Linked DNA regions of Drosophila melanogaster: region 2 is linked to region 1. The links are chromatin contacts, called in public HiChIP or PLAC-seq maps. All regions are on one chromosome and are shown on one strand. Each heading gives the region's core, a stretch centred on a gene start, on an enhancer-like site or on the middle of the called end of the contact. The rest is flanking DNA. Distances are from core to core; before and after follow the strand shown. Region 1 holds the start of AdamTS-A (ADAM metallopeptidase with thrombospondin type 1 motif A). Region 2 holds the start of Act88F (Actin 88F).

Region 1 (7,821 bases), core at 2,247-4,746:
ATAGAGCGGTGCTAGCCATTGTACTTCTGCTACTTTTAAAATGTTTTTAATTTCAACTCACTTCAAGTCTTTTCCACATGATACCCATAAATATTTTTGCAAGGATATGATTTGCAGTTCTTAAACTCAAGGAACAGTCTGATACACTGACAAAAGTAATGGCTGCTTTAGAAATTCAATTTCAACTGTACTGAACTGATCGAAAATGTATCTGAAGGGCAAAGGGAATTTGGGTGTATATATTCGCATTTTGTTTAGTATATTTAAATTATTACCACATGGTGACTACTTTCTGTTCTTTTAAACAAATCCAAATTGGTCAGGGCTCTGACTCTGGAATCGAAAATAGTGTCTTGTCTTGATTCGGAAAGCATGTTTCCCTCTGTGCATCTATATATATATATATATATATATAAACCCCTATTAGTTTATGTTATTCGCGTTGCGTGGGTGGGTGTGGGCAAGTCTCAGGGTCAACGCACGTCGGCCGGCTCCCAGCGATCCCCATTCCCGTCCCCATCCATATCACCCCCGATTCCCATCTAGATCGGCATCAGCATCGCCATCTGCGTGTGCTGTCATGGTAGTGGCTGCTCTGTGCCGCAGTTGAATGGATGATATATGCCATACAGTTAAGTGAAATGTATCTTTGAGATACGCCACCTAGCTATGGGAGTACGAGTACAACAAATGCCTCTTACGCATGCCTCTCTATTCCTATTCCGATTTGGATGCCGGCGATTCACAATTCGATTCCTGCCGCTGATTGACAGCGGCAGTAATTGAGTTTGATTTTTGCGAATTTCCAGAATTTAGACATCATCGATGTGGGCATGGAATTGGGGGCTCTTTAAGAAAGGTTTTTGTTTAGTTAGCCCAAATATTTGATTCGATTTGATTGAGCAGCTGTCAGAGGAACTTCAAAACCTGAGCTCTCAATAATTCCGCAGGCCTGCCGATTGGATTGGATCTCGGGTCCGAACGGATCGCTGGAATGGCTGTTTCGGGTTTTCGCAAGCTTTCGATCATTCAATCAGGATCAATATTTATCAATCAAGTGTGTGGGTGAGCGCAAAAAAAAAGCGACTGAATGGAACTATCAGAGCAGAGCATAAACATATAGAAATGCCGAACCAGCTCACGCATTAGACATGCTCACCCATTATTATACATACATACGGACAGACATACGGACAGACGCAATTGACTAAGAGGCCTGCGCGTGTTGGACGCACGGACGGATAAACAGACAGTCAGTCTGACATCGAACATCTGAAGACTTCGAATTCGATAGTGATCCGTAGTCTAGGGCTCTTCACAGCCTCTCGCTTATTGATCTTCGATCCACACGAAGGCCGCCAGCGTGCAGATCGAAGTTGCACAAATGCCAGGACAAGGGGTCTGGATTGGGTATCCACCTGAAAGTGATTCTCTATCCAAATCCAAGTTGGGGCCAGTCCATCTATGCTGTTGCCATATAAGCATCAACAGCTAAACAAAAGTTTATGGCTATCTGCCCGCCTTATGATCTAAATGCGTTAATTATTAGGATGATACAATGCGATCGGAGCAGATAGCATAGATACAAAAATGGATAGACAGATAGATACATTGTGGTCAGCGGTCTCCAGTGGCTCGATCATTAGCATCTGAAAACCAGCGGCGCCTCTTTGAGCAATATTTCCTAATTTAGAACGTATGCTTTCCTACAGATCAGTATGCGATTTGCTAGACTGAGCAATTTATTAGTGACTTGGGGAGAGACTCCAGCTAGGAGTCGTTTATTTTGTTTAGTGGCTGTGTAAACATTGCTTACAGGGCATGATGATTAGTTCGGTGTAATACAAACAGCCTTCTTGGGGAACTCACTTGCCCCCTCCAGACTTTTAGGGCTATTTTGTAAGATGTTCTGTTATGGCTGCTGTTTTATGTTGGCATCATTTGGATGCCGGCTGTTTGTTGTTGATTACAAAACAAGCGTTTTGTTGCCGATTGCATGGTTGCATGGAGAACGCTCTTCCTGGAATCTTTTGAGATGTTTTTCATTAGTCCACCATTCTCGCAACATCCGTAGTATATGAATATGCATCATCGTATTTTGGAATATTTTTAAATTTTCGCCGACCTCCACGGCGGCGAAATGGATTTTTAATTTCCAACTATACTTTAATTTGGCAAACGAGCTCTGGTCTTTTAATTGATTAATTCTTATTGCTGCGTTTGATTAAAGAAAATATTTAGTATACAATAGGGTCAATTGCTACATATGGTAATTTGGCACAGAAGACATTTATGTGGAAGAGTTCTCGGCGTTCAAATAATGGAGCGAATGGCTACTATTTTTATTCACTGACGCGATCAGTAGATTGATCTTGACCCACATTGGATGGGCTGGGATCCGGCAGATGTCGCACACTCTATGCCCAAATGAGACAATATAAAGTATAAAGTATAAAGTATTGTTTATAATGATACCAATTTGAGACAAATCAGTTACACTTGCCTATCTAAACTATTACGATATGTTTGTTCAGCTTGTGTAGATTATTTAGATATATCTTTATATTTGTCGCATTTCTGAGTAAAGGCTGTCGTGTCAGTTTATTTACGTCAAAAAAAGAATTTTTTTTGATACTGATGAGCTAGTCATCATTGTACCATTCTCTGTGATCATCAACTTCCTTTTTTTCTTCCGAAATGACTTCTTCCGGAAGTGCACCACTGGTAATGCCCAGGGTCTTATCCTCTATTTCAAAAGAATTCGTATTCAAAGTTTTTAGTACTGCTCGGTGCGATTAGTAATGCATAGGCTAGTAAAATAAGTCATAAGTAAAAAGAGTTTTATTATTTACTCAAGTACATACTTACTCAAATTGGTTGGTATCACACAAGTGTGAACATGTTTACAAATTTTGATTACTTTTAAAAACTATTACTGAATAAAGCATGCAGCATAAGCCTATTTTTTTTTTTTTTAATATTTATATTATTTCATCCGAAAAGGCAGATACTCTAGATGCAAAGATTGTTACTATGCTAACACACCTTATCTTATCCGATGATAATTATGTCCACACACTTAATCCTCACATGTGCAAAAATATTGAGTAAGCAGAGGCGCACTTAAGAGAGCGTTCGAGTGCTCTTTTAAGCCGCGCTCGGCTCTCTTTTCGCCACAGCGCTCTCTGCGCAGAGAAGCCGGCTGTTCTGCGTACTGATATGATTCTGACGTATTTCTAATCTCTCTAAAACACTCCTTCGGAATCGAAATCCTAAGCCCATTCAGCAAACCCATATCCCTATACTCGTGCCTACATACGAGTATGTACATACATATGTACATATGTATGTATGTATGTTGTACAGCATATAGCTGCGAGAGAACCGCTTTTAGCTTTCGGAGCGATATATGTTCGCGATCTCAGATTGCTTGGCGGTACGGCGGAACGTCCGCTACCAACTGCTGTTCGGCGAGCAGTGTTCAGTCCGCAGCGGGAACTCAAGCGAGCCGAAACGAAACATCGCCAGATACAGATACAAATTCTCTGGTTCGCAGCATTGGTCTGGTCCATCGGCTCGTTCTCGTCCGTTTCATTTATTTGCGCGCGCGCGGTAGTATCAGACAATTGCTAAAGTTCCATTTGTAATATTAATCCAGTTGCGATTTCTAATTCGAATTTGAATACGTATTCATCCCAGTGCGCCAGTGTATTCCGTATCCTGACCAGCCATGTCGGCCAGATGGCGATAGCGATGCCGATGCCAAACGATCGGCGTGTTCTTGTGAACTCTGACATGGTGCTCAGTTGTGGGACAACCTTCGCCACCGAAAAGTTTGCAAAAATAGCCGCTGGCCGAAAGCGAAAAGAAAGCCAGCAACTCAGAATGCCAACGGTGGCCAAGTTAATGGTGCAGCTCGAAAGTGAATGCATTCGGCGCGATGTGTGAAGTTCAAGCTTAACATTGGCCAAAACCCAACCGCAACTGCGAATAAATTCTGTGATTCGGCAAAAAGATTCATCATGAGATCGTACAATGGCTCCAGTACTAAGTAGTTTATCTAGCTAATCGCAGCCATAAGTGTGAGTCGTTTTAATACCCACGAGCCGTAGTCTTTGCCTTTCTGTTCGTTCGTATTTTCGCATTTTTTGGCGGGTGCGGTGCCCACGGCAACGGAACGAGACTGTCGCATTTCAATTAACAAAATAAGCAAAAAGCCAAAGAGCCAAAGAGCCATAGAGCCAACATAAGTGTAAAGATACATATATCTACAAGATATACGTATAGCCGTATATACGCATACTGTGGATTTTGTTGCTCTTTCGCGCGCATTTTTGCACGTGCCATTTGGGATTTCGGATTTCTGAGATTGGAGATCGCTATCTTATCTGGTCATCGCCATGTCCATGCCGGATGCCGGTTCACTTAAATCGCCCGCCGGCGGCCAGGAGGTCGAGTGCCATCGCCTGCTGTCGGACCTGCCCGCCTTCGCGTATCCCAGCACCACACTGCGGTCCACAACTTCTGGTCACAGCACTGGCACGAATAGTACCACTGTCTGCGAATCTCCCGGTGCTCGGGATCGTACCTCCTTCGCGTGCTCCTCCTCTTGCGTATCATCCGCCTGCTCAGCCACCGCCTCCGATGACGACGAGGATGAGCGTGCCCTTGAGCGCTGTCTGCGTGGGACGACGGACGACCTTGGGGAGTCCGGCCTGCGGTATTCGCTGAAAGGACCACCGCCGGAGCTCTACTCGGCCAAGAAGGACTTCATCAGCAAGGGTCCGCTGCTGGGCAGACAGGTAGGTCCTAAATCCGAGCTCTACATAAGTATAAATATTTTTGGAGGCCTAGTCCGCCGCATCGAATTTCGTGGGCTGATCGAATTCGCAGACCGGGATTTTAACGATTTTTCATTTATTTGTGTTTGTATTCGTCTCTGTCTCTCTCTCTCTTTTTTTTCTACTTTATCGAAATCGGCTGGCCAAGCGAAAACCAAATTTAAGTTAATTTATTGCATTGATTCCACATCAATGTGTCGAGTTCTTTCCTTTCTTTTATAATTTCGGTTGATTTGCCGATATTTTGGTGTGCTCGTCTCGTTTTGTATGCCGCATTGTTTTATTTCGTTTCATTTCATTTCATTTCATTTTTTTTTTTGTTTTGTTGCTTTTGCCGCCACTCTGGCTCTCTATTCGATTTTGATTAAATACCACTGGCGACACAAAGAAAGCGACAACCAAAGCGTTGACCACCGCATTTGAATTCACACGCCTCACTGGCCACGAAGCACCGCGCACGCGGCAGCGGAAATGTGAATCTGGATCCCAAGTTGGATCCACGATAGGATTCTCGGCAACCTCACCGTTCGACAGCTTCAAACAGACTGAAGATGGCAACGTGTTCGAAGCACTTCGATCCAAATGCGCCAGAGCGCCTCCACGAAGTGCATTCATATATCAAGCAATCTGGTCATCAAACTATTCCTTTTGGTTTGGGTTTGCAGCTCCCACTTCTTTAGCTGACTCATAATCCATCCATTTGCGTCACACAGGGTCTGCTGATGTATGTCGGACGTGTGTTTCCGCCAGGTTGCCACTATCTTGCTCTAGCTCTGCAGCAACAATTTTCGGGAAAGCGAAAGATTCTGCAGCATCGGGAGCACATGTCCCACAGGAGATAAGAACATAAAAGATATCTAATAGAGATAAAGAACAAAGACGCCCCTGTCTGGATGTCACTGATATTCCATATTCCAGACAGGATTGGGTACGAACTTTTTTTTGCCCATTAGTGCGAGGCAGACGACGAATTAAGATGCAAATTTCGATAAACATTTTCAAGTTCGGTTTAAGGAAATGGTATTGCAGTTACACACGACCTGGGTGGAAACAGCACATAACTACGATTTACAGAGCTCAACAAGGTGTGAAAAGCGTTTGTTTCGGGACGTGACAACAACGTGAATGGAAACATGCCTAAATCACGGCTTACTGGCTAACTGGCAAGCTGGCTAACTGGCTAACTGGCTAGCTGGCTTACAGGCCATTAGAATTTTATCAACGTCCGCCTGGCGGGCAATGTAAAATGTGAAAAACGACACGATCCCCCGGTCCATGAATACATAATAATGCATAATAATGTTGGGTGCGCGAGTGGTGAAGTCTGTAGGCCCAACTGCCACTGATAACGGGCCATGTGTGGCAACGTAACCCCCTCGGGATCGAATGGGAATAGGATGTACTGTCTATTTGGGTTGTATGTATAAACTCGTATGCACATCGCTTGGCATTTTAGAAGCACATGAGTAATTGTGACATATTCAGTGCGGTGCGACTCGATTCACTCGCTGTTGTGAATGTTTCGAAAATAGATTTTCTAGTTTTTCGCGTGGCGCCTAGAATCTGAGAAGTCGGGAAATACATGCATGTAAGTAAGGCTGCGCCGTCCAATTTGTATTTCGACAATAAAATTTTCACAATGTGTAGAATTTGAATATTTATTTTCTTGCTTTTTGTTTCTGTTTCGCGTTTTGTCTTTTTTTTTTATTTATTTATTTAGTTTTTTTTTTTGAGTCGTACGTCGTCGCTTTGCGCGTGTTTCTCTGTTCTCTTTTTTCAATTTATTTCGTCTACTTTAAATAAAAACAAAAAAATATGCTAGTTTCGGAAAACCGAAACTTATACACCCTTGCAGTAATTATTTGCAGAGTTTGAACAAATTAAAATCGAATGTCAAATCACAAATTTGGTGTGTACCGAATTAGAACGCATTATGATTAAAAAACAACTAAGCTGGGATTAGTTTTTCATTGATTTGCTAGACATTTTATATGATATGATAAGGTTGTCCGTTTCTGATCAAAAGCGAAAGGCTGTAGATTGTCTTCTTTACTGCGTTGCAAATTCCTGACTGAAAGCAATATACCCTTAGCAAGGGTATAACGATGAAAATTTGAAGAGTTCAGTGACACCAGAAAAATATAAGAAAAGTAGAGAAAAGATGACTGAAATGCTCAATTTGTCAGTTGCTTAAAAAGTACCACTCAATATGTGGGTGCTGTCGAATATGCGACGAGTATATGACCATCCATCCACCCAAAACTAGATGGATAACCCCCGAAGACCCCGAAGAAAATCGAATTGTGACCAACGACGATTAATGATCGTAAAATATTCAGCTCGTCTACCCGTGATTAATGCCACACATAACCATCATTCTGTATACCGATTCTCATGCAAATGAGTAGGGCGTGTCCTTGCAGCCCTTTGCATGGTGGATGGGGTGACAAATAATTTGTCGGAATATTAATGCCGTCAGAGAACAAAATAGAAATAAACCACAGGCAGTAAAAAGGCCAGAAAACGAGCAAATAATTTTAGGTGTGATGCCGGGGCGTGACTTTGGGGTGCTGTGCTTATGCTTTAAGCTGGTTATTTTGAATTTAATACAATTTTTTTCGCCAAAAGATATATACGTGATCTGAATGCAAACACTTCTGCGAAGGCCCGCATCCCCCACCCCTCCCCTCGGGAAACCACCCACGTTCCCCATAAAAGCAATTTTGCTCATTTTCTAGCAAACGAAAACTGTCAAAATGATGAAAAAAATACTTATAAAACTCTAGGGAATTATTTCGAGCAAGAGAGCCGACACTGACATACTCTATTCTGATTTCTAAGCATTTGAACACTTTTCAAAAATGTTGTAGATCCCTTAAACATAAAAGTTAACGACTACAAGCCACCTTGCCTATAAATTAATCATTGACTTATAAGTAGTAATCATATTTGTATTGTTTACCACGCTAATTAATTACAT
Region 2 (7,821 bases), core at 2,730-5,229, 36 kb after region 1:
GAGTAGCAGCAGGAGCTTGAATTCAATCGGAGGCTCACGGAATCGCGGAACACCGAGAAGCTGTGCGGACCTGAAGGAGATGCACGGCTACAACAAGGATGGCAACTACCAGCTGGAGGTGAGATCGCGAATGGTGCACATCTACTGCCACGGGATGAACAGCAGGACGCCACAGGAGTACGTGAACGTGGATCCGCAGGAGAACTACTCCATATACTACGAGTACAGGACGAAACAGACCAACAGCTGTCCGCCGGAGTCGCGAGGCCACGAGTACTACAACGATCAGAACTCCGGCCGGACGCACTTCAGAAAGCTGCGGCTGAATATCACCGATCTGCGCATCATGGACAACGACTTCAAGTTCGCCGATTCGCGAGGATTGGCTCAGAAGCTGGGATCAGCGGGCGATTGCTACAATCGCATTGGCCAGTGTCCGCAGGGCGACTTCTCGATTAACATGAAGGACACGGACTTCTCCATACGACCGGGAACCGTGTGGCGGATGCATGGCCAGTACTCGGTCATGAAGCGTATCAGTGAGGTATGTCAGTCACTCAATTATCAAAAAGGATCATTGCCTATATATATATGCTATTCCCGTTTTCAGTTTGATACGACCACGCAGATGCGAAGGGGATTCTGCGGAGGATACTGCGGCGGTTGCTATATAGCGCCCGATTCTGGCCTTTACCTGGACGTGTTATGACTGAAACCACTGAGTAGTCAGCGGGAAACTTTGTTTGACCTTCCCACGGTAATCGGGTCTACGTCCCGGGAAGGACCAAGGGTAAAGTTAATCCGAGCATCCCAGCATATCAGGGTTACCCCAGCCAAGAATTACCACTACGGAGAGTCGCCGCTATCGATGGTTAAAAGTATTCTCGAATATTAGTTAGTTATATATAAACTGTAATAATCGTGTCGAAGTAGCCCGAACAAAACCATATCGTCTGTATATATATATAATTATATTTCGCTCGAAATTAGTAACTAGATATTATTGCCATGTAATGTATTAAGTATTGTAAATACTAGAGGATGTGAGCCTTTGAATTAGCAAATAGGGATTATCCATCATCATAGGTCGTCGCTCAGATAAGCCCGTATTTGTGCCAACTCCGGTATGCAGTGATGGAAGATGCAAAGATATCCTTTGCCTAGGTAAAGTCAGCAATGGGAACAATACCAAGAAGTGCATTTCAAGCAATAATTTAATTTAATTAAAATATACTTACACTTTCCTCTGCTCCATCCCCAACAATTATTCCGATTATTCCCTGAAACAAGCCTAGGGCATCCATCCATCCATCACTCACCGAAAACGAAGAGCTCGGCTAAACTAGTGCAATGCCGGTCTGTACAATAGTTGTATTAGCTTAGCTCCGCAATTAGTTAGTTAAGAGAGAGAGAGAGAAGTTGGGAGCAAATGTATGTGTAACTAAAACGAATACTCATATTATTTAGGATACCCCCCGATCGCACAAGCCAAACCAAACTATTCATCAAATCGAATTAACACTCTTGATTGATTGTTATCACTGCCAGATTTTCAACGTTCAATCGATTGTATCCCAAATCGCCTAAGTCCCGGTACCAAGTATCCTCGCTGTATTTTCATTTAACTAGCTAGGCTAATGCAAAACCAATGTTAACAATTAATTTAATGTCAATTAAAAGGAATTTAAAGCTGTTACCAACCAAACGTGGTTCGCACCTCCAGGGCTTTTCAGTACACGGGGGGGGGGCGGGTAATAGAAAAATGTATTTATTTAAAATATTTAATAGTTTTAATGGAAGATATATTTGGCTTTCAATTCACTGACTAGGGTTAAAAGCTCCTCATATACATTTGATTGCTACTCGACATGGAGCACAGCCACGACTCTTACGATTAGTTCTTCAAAGTAAAAATCCGCTATACCGCTGCCGATGAAATGGCCATGAAGGATGAGCACCGACAACCGGAGGTTGCCTCTGATTATCTGCTGTGAATCTGAGTTGGATGATAATTGTTGTGCGATGGGTTCGCTGCTTTTGTCTATCACTGTCCGAGCCGAGGTTGTTGGGTAGCTCGATGGGTGCTTGTTGGTCGCTGCTGGTTGCTGCCTTTGAAGAGCTTTCGCGGCGGGCGAAAGACTTAAAAGCATTTGCGGTGAACGATTCCGGGGCCGGACTCGTCGTACTCCTGCTTCGAGATCCACATCTGCTGGAAGGTGGACAGCGAGGCCAGGATGGAGCCACCGATCCAGACGGAGTACTTCCTCTCGGGTGGCGCAATGATCTTGATCTTGATGGTCGATGGGGCCAGGGCAGTGATCTCCTTCTGCATACGATCGGCAATACCTGAAAGTGCACCAAAGGATTAAGCACAAGTGCAACTGCTGAAGCGAATGATTTGTCTTACCAGGGTACATGGTGGTACCGCCGGACAGCACAGAGTTGGCATACAGATCCTTGCGGATGTCCACGTCGCACTTCATGATCGAGTTGTAGACGGTCTCGTGGATGCCGCACGACTCCATGCCCAGGAACGAGGGCTGGAACAGAGCCTCGGGGCAGCGGAAGCGCTCGTTGCCAATGGTGATCACCTGGCCGTCAGGCAACTCGTACGACTTCTCCAGCGAGGTGGAGGCGGCAGCGGTGGCCATCTCCTGCTCGAAGTCCAGAGCCACGTAGCACAGCTTCTCCTTGATGTCGCGCACGATCTCACGCTCGGCGGTGGTGGTGAAGCTGTAGCCGCGCTCCGTCAGGATCTTCATCAGGTAATCGGTCAGATCGCGACCAGCCAGATCCAGACGCAGAATGGCGTGGGGCAGGGCGAAGCCCTCATAGATGGGCACGGTGTGGGAGACACCATCGCCGGAGTCCAGCACAATACCGGTGGTACGACCGGAGGCGTACAGGGAGAGCACGGCCTGGATGGCCACGTACATGGCCGGCGAGTTGAAGGTCTCGAACATGATCTGGGTCATCTTCTCGCGATTGGCCTTGGGGTTCAGTGGAGCCTCGGTCAATAATACTGGATGCTCCTCGGGGGCCACGCGCAGCTCGTTGTAGAAGGTGTGATGCCAGATCTTCTCCATGTCGTCCCAGTTCGTGATGATGCCGTGCTCGATGGGGTACTTCAGCGTCAGGATACCGCGCTTGCTTTGCGCCTCGTCGCCCACGTACGAGTCCTTCTGACCCATACCCACCATCACACCCTGGTGTCGGGGACGACCCACAATTGAGGGGAAGACAGCACGGGGAGCGTCATCACCGGCGAAGCCGGCTTTGCACATGCCCGATCCGTTGTCGATAACTAATGCACCCGCATCATCGTCACACATCTTGGCAGTTGTTTATCTGGAAGGGAGATGGAAGTGCACTCGGTTAGCTCGATCTGTCGATTATATATGTAAAGTTTTATAGCTCCCACCTACATCTCAATTCTTTAAATTCTACTACTTTAATGACAACATAGAAAACTAATTTGTGTCTCAAGAAAATATTTAACTTTTTAAGATATTGAAGAAGTGAAGTGAAACTCTATTGTCCATTTGAGCACATTTCAGTAAATAAAACCATGAAAAATTGCCAAAATTGGTATATTCCATTTCCTTTTGACTCATGCTAATATGGTTATTCACTTGAAACTAAATCAGTGCTCTATAAATATCGGAAAAGAATAGTTCATAGAACTTAATTTAAACGTATCAAATTAATTGAAAATACGTTTCGTTGCAATTACTCTTCACTTTATATTTAGATATTGAACTTTCGAAGACCGATTAGTGACTTGTAGAAAAATCCATCAAACAATCCGAACTTATTAAAAAGAGTTTTAATATCCTTAGTCCTCTTGGCTTTTTCTGTAATAATCCTTGGATCCTTCGACATTGAGGTCGCACTCACACACCTTTTAGGTCAACGAAAGGAGAAAAATTGGATAGAGTCGCACGTTCGATTCCTGTTGACAACTAGATTCAACAACAAATGGCACGCCGATCGGTCTGTCCTGCCTTTATATCTCGGCTCTCCCTCGAAGCGATTTGAGTTGGATGCCAGTGCGGCACTGAGAAAAAGATTGAGCGAAAGTGCTGCGGAACAATCGATCCATATAAGCAGTTTTCAGACTTCTGGCCGAGCATGTCAGAAGTTTGGATGCCTCATTGCACGAAGACGACTCATTAATGCGCTTCACAAAAAAAGGAAGCCACACAATTAAATACTTAATAAAGCATAGAATCATTTATTAAGATTACCAATAAATTCAATAAACGAGGGAATTTCCAAACTACGAAAATATGACATTTTATATTTTTTTCACATTGTTAGTAGGTACAAATCCTAGAAAAGGGTCTCATAACATATAACAGCTTAAATAACTATGTAGTAGAAGATAAACTTTATCTTCAATTCAGTTCATATTTAATCCTAGAAATATTTAATTAATTGACAATATATGATAGAAGTAAGCTATCAATCTTAGGACCCTATTCATTATTTGTAGGGAGTGCCAGGAGAGAGAAAGCTCTCGAAAGATAAGAGAACGCCATAGCCGAGTGATTAGCAGAGGTGCGTGATAGTCGGAGCATGGGCCATCTAAACGGCAATCAGCACTCTCGAGTGGCCAATTAGCCCCATCTCCGTCCCCATCTCTGTCCCAATCCTGCTGCCAATGGGCGACTGCTGCGGCGGACGACTCATTCGGTGCTGAGAGTTCGGAAAATAGAAACGGACCTTAGAAGGACCGACGCAAGACAATTGGCATCCGCGGCAGGGACTGGGAGAATGGGACATTTCAACGGGCACGCAGCGAGGCGAATCTAAAATAGACGCGCCAAGCAGAGCGGCACCTATAAATCAACATCAAGGTTGATCGAGATCTCCGCGCGCGGTGCTCGAGGAAGCTGCATCCACATTTGCAATCGCATTCTACAGAATGCTGCTGCACTTTGCATTGCGGCGCCGATGCAATCCCGAAGATGCGAAATCACCGTGCCGACCATTTATCAGTGCAATTAACCAACCATTGCCAGCCAGACCGAGCGAAAATGTATTTTCTCAATCGAACTGTATTTATCCTTTTATGTAGATTTAATTATTTTTTACTTCTTTCTATTTACGTTTTTATTGCTTGCCCACATGAATAATCGAATGCGGTTGGTCTAAAGATAGGATCTGATTGCTCGGAAGTGAATTGGTGGCATTCCCAAAGCGTTTTATTTGGTAATTGCCTTGATTGACATCGTGTATTGAGCAAGAGGTTAGTGGCTGCGAACAGAATTGTTCACCATTCTTATCTTTATTTTTTAATTTATGAAAAGTCATTCAACCACTGAATTGATTGGGCTCACCATTTATTTAAAAATTCATATCTTAACTAAATTTGCCTATTGTGCATTCTAGATATTTCTGAATTATACTTTTATTTCGGCAAATTGATATAATTGTGAAAAATATTTTAGAAATTTAAGTGTTTTTTTAAAAATTACACTTCTACTGCACACTTTTGTTCTCTTTCTATCGAAAGATAAATTAGTAATTAATTAATTTAATTACTATAACATTATGTAAACATCGTTAAATATTTGTATACCTATTTGTACGGTTTCAGGAATAATTTCTATTGGATTTGTATTGATGTACGTAAGAATTTCCCACGATTTATTTATTTGAATATTTCGTAGTCGAGACAAGAACCATAAACTAAAAGCATGCAAGTCTTAGCATACTTTTCGGCTGAAGTAAAAGCCAATCATAGATGGCGCTGTAATGCACAGCGAATGGTCTTTCACTTAACAGCATTTAAACGAGTTTATGATTTTCTATCTGAAAAGAAGAGAATATGACACATCGAATGGCTCCGAAGATAAATAATATATTGAAATAGCTCCAGCACGGGCCCCTGAAAAAAAAAGCTCGACGGAACCCGTTTCCGCTAGCGCACCTATTGTCGGTGAAAGAGCGCCAAGCGAAAGCCAAGCGACAGAAACGTGCTCCAAAACGAAAGACTTAAGACCCGAACCTGAACCTCAAGCAGAAATAGAAGCAGAAGCAGAATGAGAAAAGCAAAACCGAGGCGAGCTCGAAAAAGAAAGTGCAAGTGGACGCAGATACTTTAGTATTCCGTCAGCGGAGTCGGGCTTATTTTCTTACTTCGTCTTGCGTCTGTGTTGGTGCTCGTTTCACGGGCAGAGCGCGCCGCTGGAGACCGAGACCGAGACCCAGACCCACAGCCACAGCCACTTCACCAGCACCACCACCATCATGATCACCGCCATGGTAACCAGCACCACCACAATCATCACCGCAGGCAAAGTTAAAGCCAAAACCTGAGCCACGAGCGCGTTGGCGATGACGACGCCGACTGAGGCTGCGGCTGAGCAGCGGCCGCGCAGCTTGACCCACTTTTTGGCCCATACAATCAGAATGTTTCATGTTTCGATTTTATTATTTTATTTTCTGTTTCTCTTTTCGGCTATCTTTTCGATTTGCTGGTCAGCAACGTGTATGTGTGTCTATAGTATGTATGCGTATGTAAGTGTGTATGTATGAGTGCGAAGTTACTTTTTCTTTTCTTGCAGCTTGGCTGCTCTCATTGAAGTTGTAGGCCTATGCGAGATACGTGTGTAGATACAAGAACCATTTATTTATTTCGTGGCATGACTTTCGAAAAATTGTTTTATATTTCACTCGCCGCTGCGTTGCTGTGCGGGGGAAAAATTCACTGCCAACGGAGATATTACTTTCAGATTCCATACTCGCTCATTAAAGGGGTAGCGAAAAATCAATCTGGATTGAGCATTTAGAAGAACAAATGATCTGCTCATCCATGGTTGTCGGATTTTCGTTTGCTGCATGTTGCTGTTACTGTTGCTGTTGCTGCTGCGTTGCTGCCGGCAGCATGACATAAACTTTCGATTGTCTGCCCGTCACATAACTGTTACTCGTCTTCTGCCTCGGTTTCCCCACAGCTCCATCTCCGATTTCCATTTCCATCGCCTTCTTCTCGTTCTTTTGGCCATTTCTTCTCCGCTACCACATCAATTTGGACTTTGGGCTTAAATGGGTAATTGGGTCAGACCCCGTTGGCTGCTTTCGGGAAATGTTCATTTCACTTAAAATTCTTTGGCTTATATTTTTGGTTTGTTAGTCATACGGCAGCTGGCTCTGGTTCTTTGCGAGACTTTATGAAATTCGGAAATCTCTTTTCCTGCTCGGATTTTACAACTTTCTTGGCTTATTCTTTACCTTGCCTTGTCTTTGTGGCTGGGCGCTTAATGCGTTTGGCATCGTTTTCGGCATCTTCGCTCGTTCTGCCTCGCCCTCTGCACAGCTTCTTCGCCGTCTTCTTAATAATTTTATGTTAATTATTAAAAAGTGAAAATACGATTTTGGCTTTTGGGGTCTCGACTCTTAGCTGCATTAATCATTTAGCCGCGATACATCTTAGCTCGTTTCTTTTTCCCCCAGCAGTTCTGGCCCGGTCGAGATTTATATAACGAACCAGCCGTCCAATTAAATCTATTAGCTCTCCTATTGACAAAGATCATCGTTTGGCAATAAAATGCGTTTTCGTTTTCAGTAGAAACAAAATATTCCGTTGCTCATTAGCATGTAAATACAAATTCGGGCCTATTAGTTGGTCGAAAGTCGTGGTCATGCGACACAAGATTGAGCACTGGATGACTAAATGGATCTTCGACAGGTTCTGCATCCCTACTTGAAGTGGATGTGGATACGGTATACTCGATGTATCCGCAATGGAAAGATGATTTACATCTCTATATGTAACAGTCGGTGGCTTTATCACACAAACTTTCACCCAGCTGA

Evidence for each region. HiChIP or PLAC-seq counts read pairs in DNA pulled down with a chosen protein or histone mark.
Region 2: an RNA polymerase II HiChIP or PLAC-seq map of the Kc167 cell line shows a contact between it and region 1, with 4 times the contacts expected there. The contact joins the promoter of Act88F here to the promoter of AdamTS-A in region 1. A contact is called at or near these places in 1 of 1 datasets of contacts at CTCF or cohesin (the Kc167 cell line), 64 of 107 Hi-C or Micro-C datasets (the Clone 8 cell line, the Kc167 cell line, the ML-DmBG3-c2 cell line and 22 more) and 2 of 6 datasets of contacts at active chromatin or transcription factors (both in the Kc167 cell line).

The regions. Positions count from the first base shown.
Region 1 is chr3R:15,471,868-15,479,688 of dm6, reverse strand. It overlaps AdamTS-A (ADAM metallopeptidase with thrombospondin type 1 motif A), which reads left to right and starts at 3,496. Exons shown (of 17, transcript NM_206496.2): 1 at 3,496-4,802. The coding sequence starts at 4,401. It also overlaps snoRNA:Or-ACA9.
Region 2 is chr3R:15,436,127-15,443,947 of dm6, reverse strand. Act88F (Actin 88F) reads right to left here and starts at 3,979. Exons shown (of 3, transcript NM_079643.2): 1 at 3,902-3,979; 2 at 2,408-3,348; 3 at 1,771-2,346. The coding sequence starts at 3,332. The coding sequence ends at 2,141. It overlaps AdamTS-A (ADAM metallopeptidase with thrombospondin type 1 motif A), which reads left to right. Exons shown (of 17, transcript NM_206496.2): 16 at 1-544; 17 at 611-1,702. The coding sequence ends at 709.